3 separate regions of the Sus scrofa genome follow, and regions 1 and 2 are each linked to region 3. A link is a contact called in public HiChIP or PLAC-seq and promoter capture Hi-C data. All regions are on one chromosome and are shown on one strand. The core of a region is the stretch at or near the end of the contact, and the rest is flanking DNA. Distances in the headings are between cores, read along the strand shown. Region 1 holds the start of WDHD1 (WD repeat and HMG-box DNA-binding protein 1). Region 2 holds the start of MAPK1IP1L (MAPK-interacting and spindle-stabilizing protein-like). Region 3 holds the start of DLGAP5 (disks large-associated protein 5).

Evidence for each region. Promoter capture Hi-C pulls out the DNA fragments that hold promoters and counts their contacts. HiChIP or PLAC-seq counts read pairs in DNA pulled down with a chosen protein or histone mark.
Region 1: a contact with region 3 is called in a promoter capture Hi-C map of fetal liver, with 2.4 times the contacts expected there. The contact joins the promoter of WDHD1 here to the promoter of DLGAP5 in region 3. A contact is called at or near these places in 1 of 5 promoter capture datasets (fetal liver) and 2 of 2 datasets of contacts at active chromatin or transcription factors (alveolar macrophages and skeletal muscle).
Region 2: an H3K27ac HiChIP or PLAC-seq map of skeletal muscle shows a contact between it and region 3. The contact joins the promoter of MAPK1IP1L here to the promoter of DLGAP5 in region 3. A contact is called at or near these places in 1 of 5 promoter capture datasets (liver) and 2 of 2 datasets of contacts at active chromatin or transcription factors (alveolar macrophages and skeletal muscle).

Annotation. Positions count from the first base shown.
Region 1 is chr1:184,377,639-184,380,749 of Sscrofa11.1, reverse strand. It overlaps WDHD1 (WD repeat and HMG-box DNA-binding protein 1), which reads left to right and starts at 1,776. Exons shown (of 26, transcript XM_021102265.1): 1 at 1,776-1,883; 2 at 2,092-2,184. The coding sequence starts at 2,108. SOCS4 (suppressor of cytokine signaling 4) reads right to left here and starts at 1,733. Exons shown (of 2, transcript NM_001162889.1): 1 at 1,432-1,733.
Region 2 is chr1:184,400,002-184,402,790 of Sscrofa11.1, reverse strand. MAPK1IP1L (MAPK-interacting and spindle-stabilizing protein-like) reads right to left here and starts at 1,447. Exons shown (of 4, transcript XM_021102280.1): 1 at 1,188-1,447. All of the region lies in intron 2 of LOC110262207 (a long non-coding RNA gene), which reads left to right.
Region 3 is chr1:184,548,544-184,551,342 of Sscrofa11.1, reverse strand. DLGAP5 (disks large-associated protein 5) reads left to right here and starts at 1,315. Exons shown (of 19, transcript XM_003121820.4): 1 at 1,315-1,475.

The DNA of each region.
Region 1 (3,111 bases), core at 527-3,026, 170 kb after region 3:
AATAACACATGACAATTACTTTTATTCATGCATGAGTATCTACTATATACTTTATCAATTCTATAAAGGTAACCTACATTTTAGAGAAGAAACTGACATTCCAAAAAAGTAAAGAAGCATATATTCAAGGTCATTTCTAAAGCTCAAGATCATTGAACGTGTGTGTTAATTTCCATACCTGTGAAATTTGTTAAACCTATGAATAAAACAGCTCGGTTGCTAAGGCAGAGTGAAAGCAATGTGGACACCATTCATAATTTTAAAGTCACATGGTGTTACAGATTTTATAGTTAGGGCATTTTATAGCTATAACTTTAGTTCCAAATATGCAGATTCTGCTTATGCTTAGCTCTGAAAAGCACTACACTGACATTTCATGAAGATTTACTGGACATACTATCAGAGTTCGCCTTGAACCCCTAGTCTATCTGATGATATTGACTCGGATTAAAAAAAATTAGATCTAAAATCAGTCTATCTAGACAACGAATGATCTCCAAATAAAATTAACTCACTCGGAAAAAATAATCTCAGAATATCTTTTGCTCTTGTGGGAAATCAACAATAGGTTGGTTATTTTTCCACAAACCCCAAGTTCTTTTTCAGCCAATCACTCTTCATCTTCATTCATATGTCAAACCTCAGTGTCTGGCAAGCCTACTTGGAGCCCTAGTACTCAAAACAACACCTTTCACAATGCCGCCTCATTAAGAACAATACCACGGTTTGTCTAAATGTGCGTTTGCAACTTTTCCCAAAGGAACTAGACTGAAAAACAATGGGAAAAATCTCTACAATAGAAAAACGTTCCACTTACGTCATAAACAACGTCCGATTGAGACCAGAAGGTGGGTACCACACAAAAATGTCATTGTGAAGGTTTTCATCAAAGACTGGTTTCCCAACATGGAGAACGTGAAGACACAAGGACAGCATAAACTGAATGGCCAAGAGCTTAGCAAAGACCGCAAGGATCGAACCAAGTATTCAACAAAATACTCTAGTTCCAGTGCTGCTGCTGCTGCTTTTTTTTTTAATCTGAAAATGAACTTCAGTGAACTTTAGGAAGGGTCTGAATACGGAAACCTGAGTTTCTTTTTAAGGGATGCATATGAAATGTCCTAAAGAATAAGCATTAATGTACATGCCAGACCTCCAGGAACCATGAACTGAGATTAACTCTTCTCTCTTTTATCTATATAGAAATGACAAGGTGAAGGAGCGAAGAATGCCAAGATTGAAGGCTAGAGAAGGATCTCGCCTACCTCTTCTCCAAAGAACATGCCCAAAGATCTCGTTCCCTAGCCGGGTCGCAAGGAGGGGCTGGACCCATTAAGGGACCGGGATATGGTTGCCTGTGAGAAGCGCTTAGCAAGTAGAAGCAGACCCCGACGGGCACTGCCAGGCAGCAATCACCCTTCCCCCTCTCACCTCTCGGAGTGCAGTTTAACTAGGGCTGTCCGAGTAACTGCCGCCATCAGCACCGCCATCACTCTGGGTGCTCGCTGAGGGGGAGGAGTGAGGCCCACCCACTCCAGCACCTCCTGTAGGTCCTAGAAGGCGGATGCCGGTCTGCAAGCCTCTATCCCTCGGCGCTGGGTTCTCATCTTCGATATCGCCGTCACTGCCTCCACCCGCTCTCCCAGCGATGCCACCACTTCCGTATTCGGCTCCCTCCCTTTCTTCCTCACTCCCCCAGCAACCGGCTTTTTCCCAGGCGGCCGGCGCGCCGCTGACGCCACCGCTCGGCGACCTGGGTCCAGACCCGCGCTGGGCGTGGGCGGACTGGCGCAGGCGCCGTATGCGATCACGCCAAGCGCGGGAAGCGGCCCTGAGCGCGCTGGCTTCTGGCTTTTCACAGTCGCAGGGGTCCGGTCTGCTGGGTGAGTTTTCCTCCCTGCAGTCAGCGTCCGTGCGGCCCATGGAGGAGAAGCGTGTCTTTTTCTTGGCTTAGTGTCTTACAAGCCTCTCCTGTATCCTGTTTCTGCCCCTCGGGTGGGGGAAAAGGGGCTGCCGAGGTGTGTCCGGGAGGAGACTAACCTCTCTTCTTGCCGCTTTAAAATAACACTAGCTTTTATAAAACATTTTCAGGTAGGTAAAGGAAAAGATGCCTGCCACACAGAAGCCTATGAGATATGGACACACAGAGGGACACACAGATGTCTGTTTTGATGATTCTGGGAGGTAAGGCACTTTGAGAAGCAAAAGGAACGTTTCAGGTGTGATTTATTAGAACAGTTATTCTTATATGTCCTGTTAGCTGTCTGCCTAAAATTATTCGGATAGAAATAAGGTTGAAATCTAAAATGGCACATATATTTCCTCATATTTACTGTTTCATTCAGACCGTGGTAATTCAGTGTATCAAGAAAGTTAAGGAGCGTGAAATCTTACTTCCAGAGGAGTTGGAAGGGTGTGAGCTTTTCCCCACATTAACCCTTTGTTCACGTCCCCTGAGCATCTCACACTATTATTATTAATAATAGTTCTTTTGCTAGATCAGTAGCTGCTTGTTTGTCAAATTTAGTGGCCCTTTCTGTCTTCGGGATATTTTATCCTTCCTTGCCTTTTATGATGCCCTTTCCCGTTCTAAATTGTATTTAACTTTCAAACAGCTTTTTTTTTCCTCTTATTTCTTCAGCTTGGTTCCTAAGTGGTGATATTGTCGCAGGGTTATTCTAGTCCCTGTAGAGGGAAATAATCAATAAATGGCCTATACTAGGAATAGAAAAGAGTTTTATTTGAGCCAAGCTGAGGGCTGTAGCCCAGGAGACACAGATTAAAGCACTTAAATTGTGTTCTATCAGACTGCACAATGAGGGAGGCTTATAACAGCGAATACTGCAAAGTTACGTAAGTTGTTTGTGAAGAGTTATAACTGCAGCTGGTGAGAATTAAGGGTGCTTGTTAAGTAAGGGTTACTTGTTCAGTATGGTTGCATAGTTATAAGGGGAGACCTTGATACCATAGAATTGCAGCTGGCAACTGCTAGCATATTGTTTTGAGAACGGTTGGTGGTATCCTAGGGTACAATATAGTTCAGAAAATTCAGGTTCTCAGTAATGCAGGAATGTGTCTAAAACCACAGTGGCCACCTAGCTCCGTTTTGAA
Region 2 (2,789 bases), core at 198-2,697, 150 kb after region 3:
GAAACCTCTAAAAATGAAAGAAATGCTCCCAAGTTCGGTGTACACCTTACTTGGTGGCAAAAATCTGACCTGACGTTATTTCTCATTTTCATTAATTCCTACCTATATCTGCACAAATGTTAATAATGGATTAGGGTGCTGCCCAGACTCTGCTGGAGTGATCTCTCATCTATGCACCTTATTGTCTTTCTAAATTCTAAAGATAAAAATCCAAAGATTTCTGAATTCCAAAACATACTGATCCCAAAGATTTCGATTAGGCGATTGGCTCTGTTCCTCCTGGAAAGAGGAGAAGAACACGCCGGTATATACAAGTTGGAGACAACCTAGTTATGACCAGGAGGTTCAGAAATGCCAGCAGCAAGGAAAATTTCTATTCTTCCTGCCCCATGAACACTCCTGAACAAAAGAACTTTTGTAAGATTTCTTAAGGCTACCTTCGCATGTAATGAGAGTTAGTTTTCAAAACAGGCGCTCAGAACCACTAGGTGTCTGAGTGTGTATTTCTTTACTAGCAATGCTAGAAACTTTTTTCCGGTCAGGTGGGTACGGTTTGATTCTTCAACAGTAGAATCTATATTTATTAAAAGTATTACTCTTGGTTTTTAAAAGAAAACGGTCCAAAGCTACCAAGCGCTCCTAAATCCTAAAAATGGGGAGTATTACAAAACTGAGGACTTCTCATAGTTTCTGTCACGGGTGTTCCTCTAATTGCTTTCAATTGCTCTAGAAATACCGACCAGAATGTTACACTGCGAATAATCTCAATTAGCTCCAAGGACGCCTCCAAGAATCGGGCCTGCCTCTCCCTTTCAGTAGAAGTAATGAATGAGGGAGGCGGGCTGGGCCAAGGGGCTCGAGGCCCGCAGCCCTTTAGGGCCAGACGAACAAAAGGAGTCCGGGATCAACCGGAGCTAACCGGCTAGCGAGCGGGTCGTGCCCGCCCGGGAAGGGATGGGGGAGGGGTCGTGCCCGCCCGGGAAGGGGTGGGGGAGGGGCCAGGCCCGCTCCCCGCCCCGCCCCCCAGCCAAGCCTGACGTCAAGCACGGAGAAACCCGTCCCGAGCGACGTCACCCGCCTCCCACACCTCCTCCCGGGGGGCGATCCGGAGATCAGCCCGCTGCCGGGAGCAGGATGACGGGGGGAAAGCCTTAGCCCTCCATCCCCCAAGAAGCTACTCCAGTCACCTCCGTTACCGCTCCCGCCTCCCGCTTGGGCGTGATCCCTCGCTCTCCTCCACGATTCCGCTAGTGCCCAAGCAGTCTCACCCGACAAGATCCGAGCCCGCGGAAAGGTCTAGAAGTGGCGATGGGTCCGCAGGAACTTGGCGCTGAAGAACCGAGCGCAACCCTACTGACGGCAGCGGCGACGGCGGCGGGGGCGGCAGCACCAGCAGCACCAGCAGCGCGCGGCTCCTCCTGGCGCCGGAACAGGAAGCGTCGAGCTCCGAGCGCGTAGCCCCCGCCCGCGCTCCGCCTTCCCTCGGGTCGGCTCGGCTGGGTCGGGCCGGCCGCGCGCGCCCCCTAGAGGGGCCCGGTAGCACTGCGGCCGTCCAGGCCCCCGCGGCCCCCTGCCCCTTGTGCTTGCCCTAGGGCGGCTCTTTCCTCCAGTTGGGCTAGAGGAAAGCTCTGGGTTTTCCGGAGTTTTGGGCAATCTGGAGGAAACGCTAGGGGCCGGTGACGTTCTGAGCAGTCTGGCTGAAATTGCTAACTTGTCTCCTGGAGAGGCTTGAAGGCAGGTTCTGGATTCCCTACAGCTGGTGGTCTCTAGAGCCACAGCTGGCTAGGTGTGAAAGCAGCCTAATCTCTGGACATGGATCATTTGACCAAAACTGGGGAGAGCTAAAGCAACCATACGGGAAGGGGAAGACAAAAAAAATTTTGTTTATAAATAGCTTGACAAATTGATACTAACTACAGAAACAACGGATGTCTTTGTAGATTTTTCTCATTTAGTATTGTCCTTACTTTTTTTTTTTTGCCACGCCTGGCATGTGGAAGTTCCTGGGCCAGGGGTAGAACCTGCTGAGCCAGAGCAGCGACCTAAGCAGCAGCATTGACAATGCCGGTTCCTTAACCCGCTGCTACGCGGAGAGTCTCACTCCACTTGTCCACTTTCGAATATACCTTTAAATACCTACTCTGTCACACCCAAAAGATGATTGACACGTGGCCCCACCATCAAGGAACCTGCTAGCTAGCTGGTAATGAAGATTACCAGCTATATATAGCTATGTGGTATATATATATATAGCTATGTGGTAATAATTTTGCATAACTATGGGCAAAACACATATAAAACGTACATGTATTTTACATGTAAAAATTACAAGTATGCGATATTTTTACAACTTTTTGCTTCTTTGCGTAAGATGTTGAAGGGACATTTTACTGTAAATTTCTTTTCTTTTCTTTTTTTTTTTTTTTTTTTTTGTCTTTTTGCCTTTTCTAGGGCGGCTCCCGCGGCATGTGGAGGTTCCCAGGCTAGGGGTCGAATCGGAGCTGTAGCCGCCGGCCTACACCACAGCTACAGCAATGCGGGGGCCTATACCACAGCCATAGCAATGCGGGATCCGAGCCGCGTCCGCAACCTACACCACAGCTCATGGCAACGCCGGATCATTAACCCACTTGGCAAGGCGGGCAAGGCCAGGGACCAAACCAGCAACCTCATGGTTCCTAGTCTGATTCGTTAACCACTGCACCTGGAAGGGAACTCCTACTGTAAATTTCTTTTTTTTTCTTTTTGTCTTTTTGCCATTTCTTGGGCTTTTCTTTTTGCCATTTCTT
Region 3 (2,799 bases), core at 66-2,565:
CTCCTTACTGGACACAGTACCCTCTCCGGTATATGTGCACATCTTTTGGCAAAGATGGATTCCAAAGCTAAGAGGGCAGGGATGGTATCAGGACTTATTGTGGCCTGGAATCCCCTCCCTTTTTGACCCCTAGGAGTCTTACTGCACGCGTGTTAATTCGGGAGGTCCCCTTGACCCCAGCAGTGATTGAAGTGGTCATCTTATCTTTCTACTCCAGCAGAGCTCAGGTCCTGCAGTTAACTTTTTCCTTGAAGTGTCAAAGAGAAACAAGTCCCAGCTCTTCTCAGTCCAGGGGCCCATTTACCTCCTAACTCAATTACACTGAGAGAAAGAAGGCAGACAGGGAAGTGTACCTACTACTCCTATTCTTACGGTGATAGAAACCTGAACAGTGGTAGTCGAAGCGGTGGGGCGCTAGAGGGAGCTCTTGGGTGATGGAAATGCTTTTTATCCTGATTGGGTGGTGGTTACACTGTTGTTTACACTTAGCAAAACTCATCAAATCTTATACTAAAACCACTATGCTTTTCAATGCTTAAAGTTTTTACTTCTATAAAAAAAAGTATGAGGGAAAAAAGGCTGCTAACATTGAAAAGGAACATTAAAAGATGTAGAGAGAAATATGGAGTGTTAATAAGCCCTTTCTTGGAGTTCCCTTTGCAGCTCAGTGGAAATTAAACCGACTAGTATTCTTCCCTGGCCTCGCTCAGCGGGTTAAGGATCCGTTGGCATGAGCTTCATGCAGGTCGCAGACAAGTCTCAGATTCCACCCCACCCCACCCCCGCCCTCGCTGTGGCTGGGGTGCAGATCAGCAGCTATAGCTCCCATAGGGCCCAGAGCTCGGCAACCTCCATATACCACACCTGCGGCCTCCGCCCCCCTGGAAAAATAAAAAACAAACAAAAATACAACCCTTTCATTAAAGCGTTAAGCTTTTCTAAACGTTCATATTCGAATAATTCTTCTGGGCTTATATAATTTTAAAAAGATATTAAAAAGTCCTGCAAACTCTAAATTCCCTTTTCTTCTTCTGAGCTCCTTTGTCCTTTCTGATACCCGCGAGGCCCTAGGAGTTCCAGGGCGAATTCGGAGTAGCCCGGGGAAAACACGAGCCACTCCAGCTCTCCCACGGCCTCAGCGACCCCCACTGCTCAGCCCCTCAACTAGAGCTTATCCGGAAGCATCCATTGATTCCGCTCATGCCCTCCCTCCGAACCGTCCGTTCCCCTTTCAATCAATTCAAAAATCGCGGGAGCGAACCAATCGGAAGCCTCGTCGGAGGGAAGAGGCGGGCATTTTTACCGGAAGCATTGGTTAAAATACTTCCAATCAGAGGCTTGGTGCGGGAAGTTTGAATTTTGCTGAGTCTTGGGCTCAGGGCGTTTCTTCTTCAGAGGTGGCGGTGGTCTCTTAGGCCCGGAGAGTTTCTTCACTTTTAGTTTGGTCGAGGTTTCTGCGTTAAAATCTGCCTCAGGTAAGTGGACGCTGGAGAGTTGAAGGGAAGGCGCCGGTCCGCTTCTTTCTAGAAGGTCAGCACTGGCGGCTACGAGCTGGACGCGCGCGGCTCAGGGGAGGCGCCTCTTACGACGGTGTTACCTGTCTTTCCCAAGCTGATGTCACAGTCCTCCAGAAGAGTAAATATTTGTTCCTATTATCTCTGTAGCAGTCAACATTTTACCATCAGGGCGTAATTAGCATTTGGCCCGTCGTTATTCCTGTAGCTCCTTCCAGATTCTGTGACAACTAAAAATGCCTCAGTTGACAGCCTCTAAGCAACCAAGACTGAGGCATTCTAGGCTTTCTGGCTGGAAGAAACTCCAGTCAGCCAAAGACTGAACTTGGATGTACTGTGAAGAAGCCAGGCTCCCTGGTTTGGGATTCTAACTGCTACCTTTCAGCTGCGCTCATGTGAGCAGTTAATTTACCTCATCTGTATAACGGTAATTATACTAACTACCTTTTAGGGTTTATATGATAATTAAATATACTTTCAGTTCTGTATATGGTGCTATGCTGTATTTTAAAATAACTAATACATATTTTTTAAAATTTAAAAATCTTTCTTAGCAAATTGATATTTTCAGCAATTGGAAAATCTAATTGTAGAGTTCTTCATTTTTCAAAAAAAAAGAAGCACAGTCCTTTGTCACAGGAAATGACAATGTTATTAGCATCCAGGTCATTTAAAAAAAAAATATTCGTTGACTGCTTTAAAATCATGTAACATTTTAATTTGTTGCATTTCTTGTGCAATTTTTCTTTCAGGATTCCAGTGGACTTTCTTAGTTGTTGTTATTGAAGAGTATAGTGTGCCTATATCTTTTGAAACTTTCTAATGGCATATCCTCTGTTTTTGTTGTTGTTGTTTTTTAATCTGACAAGACTTTTCTTTGGAGACTCAGCCCTCATTCTCCAGTTAGGCTTGGTTGTTCTCTATACCAGCTGTATGGGTGATGCCTGTAGACTTTCCACTTTTCTTTATTCCTTTCCTCAGCTGGACCCATGGTTTCTTGGAACTCAGGCCATCGTCTTTCTTATTCTTTCTACCTATATAATAGGTATCTTGTGTGTTTGTTTTGGTTTTCGGCTTGAGAAGAAATGTCAGCCTTCCTGCATTCATCACCAGGAGAAAGTTAGGGAAACTGTTCTGTATACTGTCCTTCACTTTTTTTCCCTGTTTTCATCTTTACTTCATACTCTGTTTTGCATCATTCTCTCTGGTAAGCCTGGAACTTCTTGTTTATATTCCAGACCTTGGCTTCCTGGGCTTCGCCATCATCTGTCATGCAAGTTCTCAT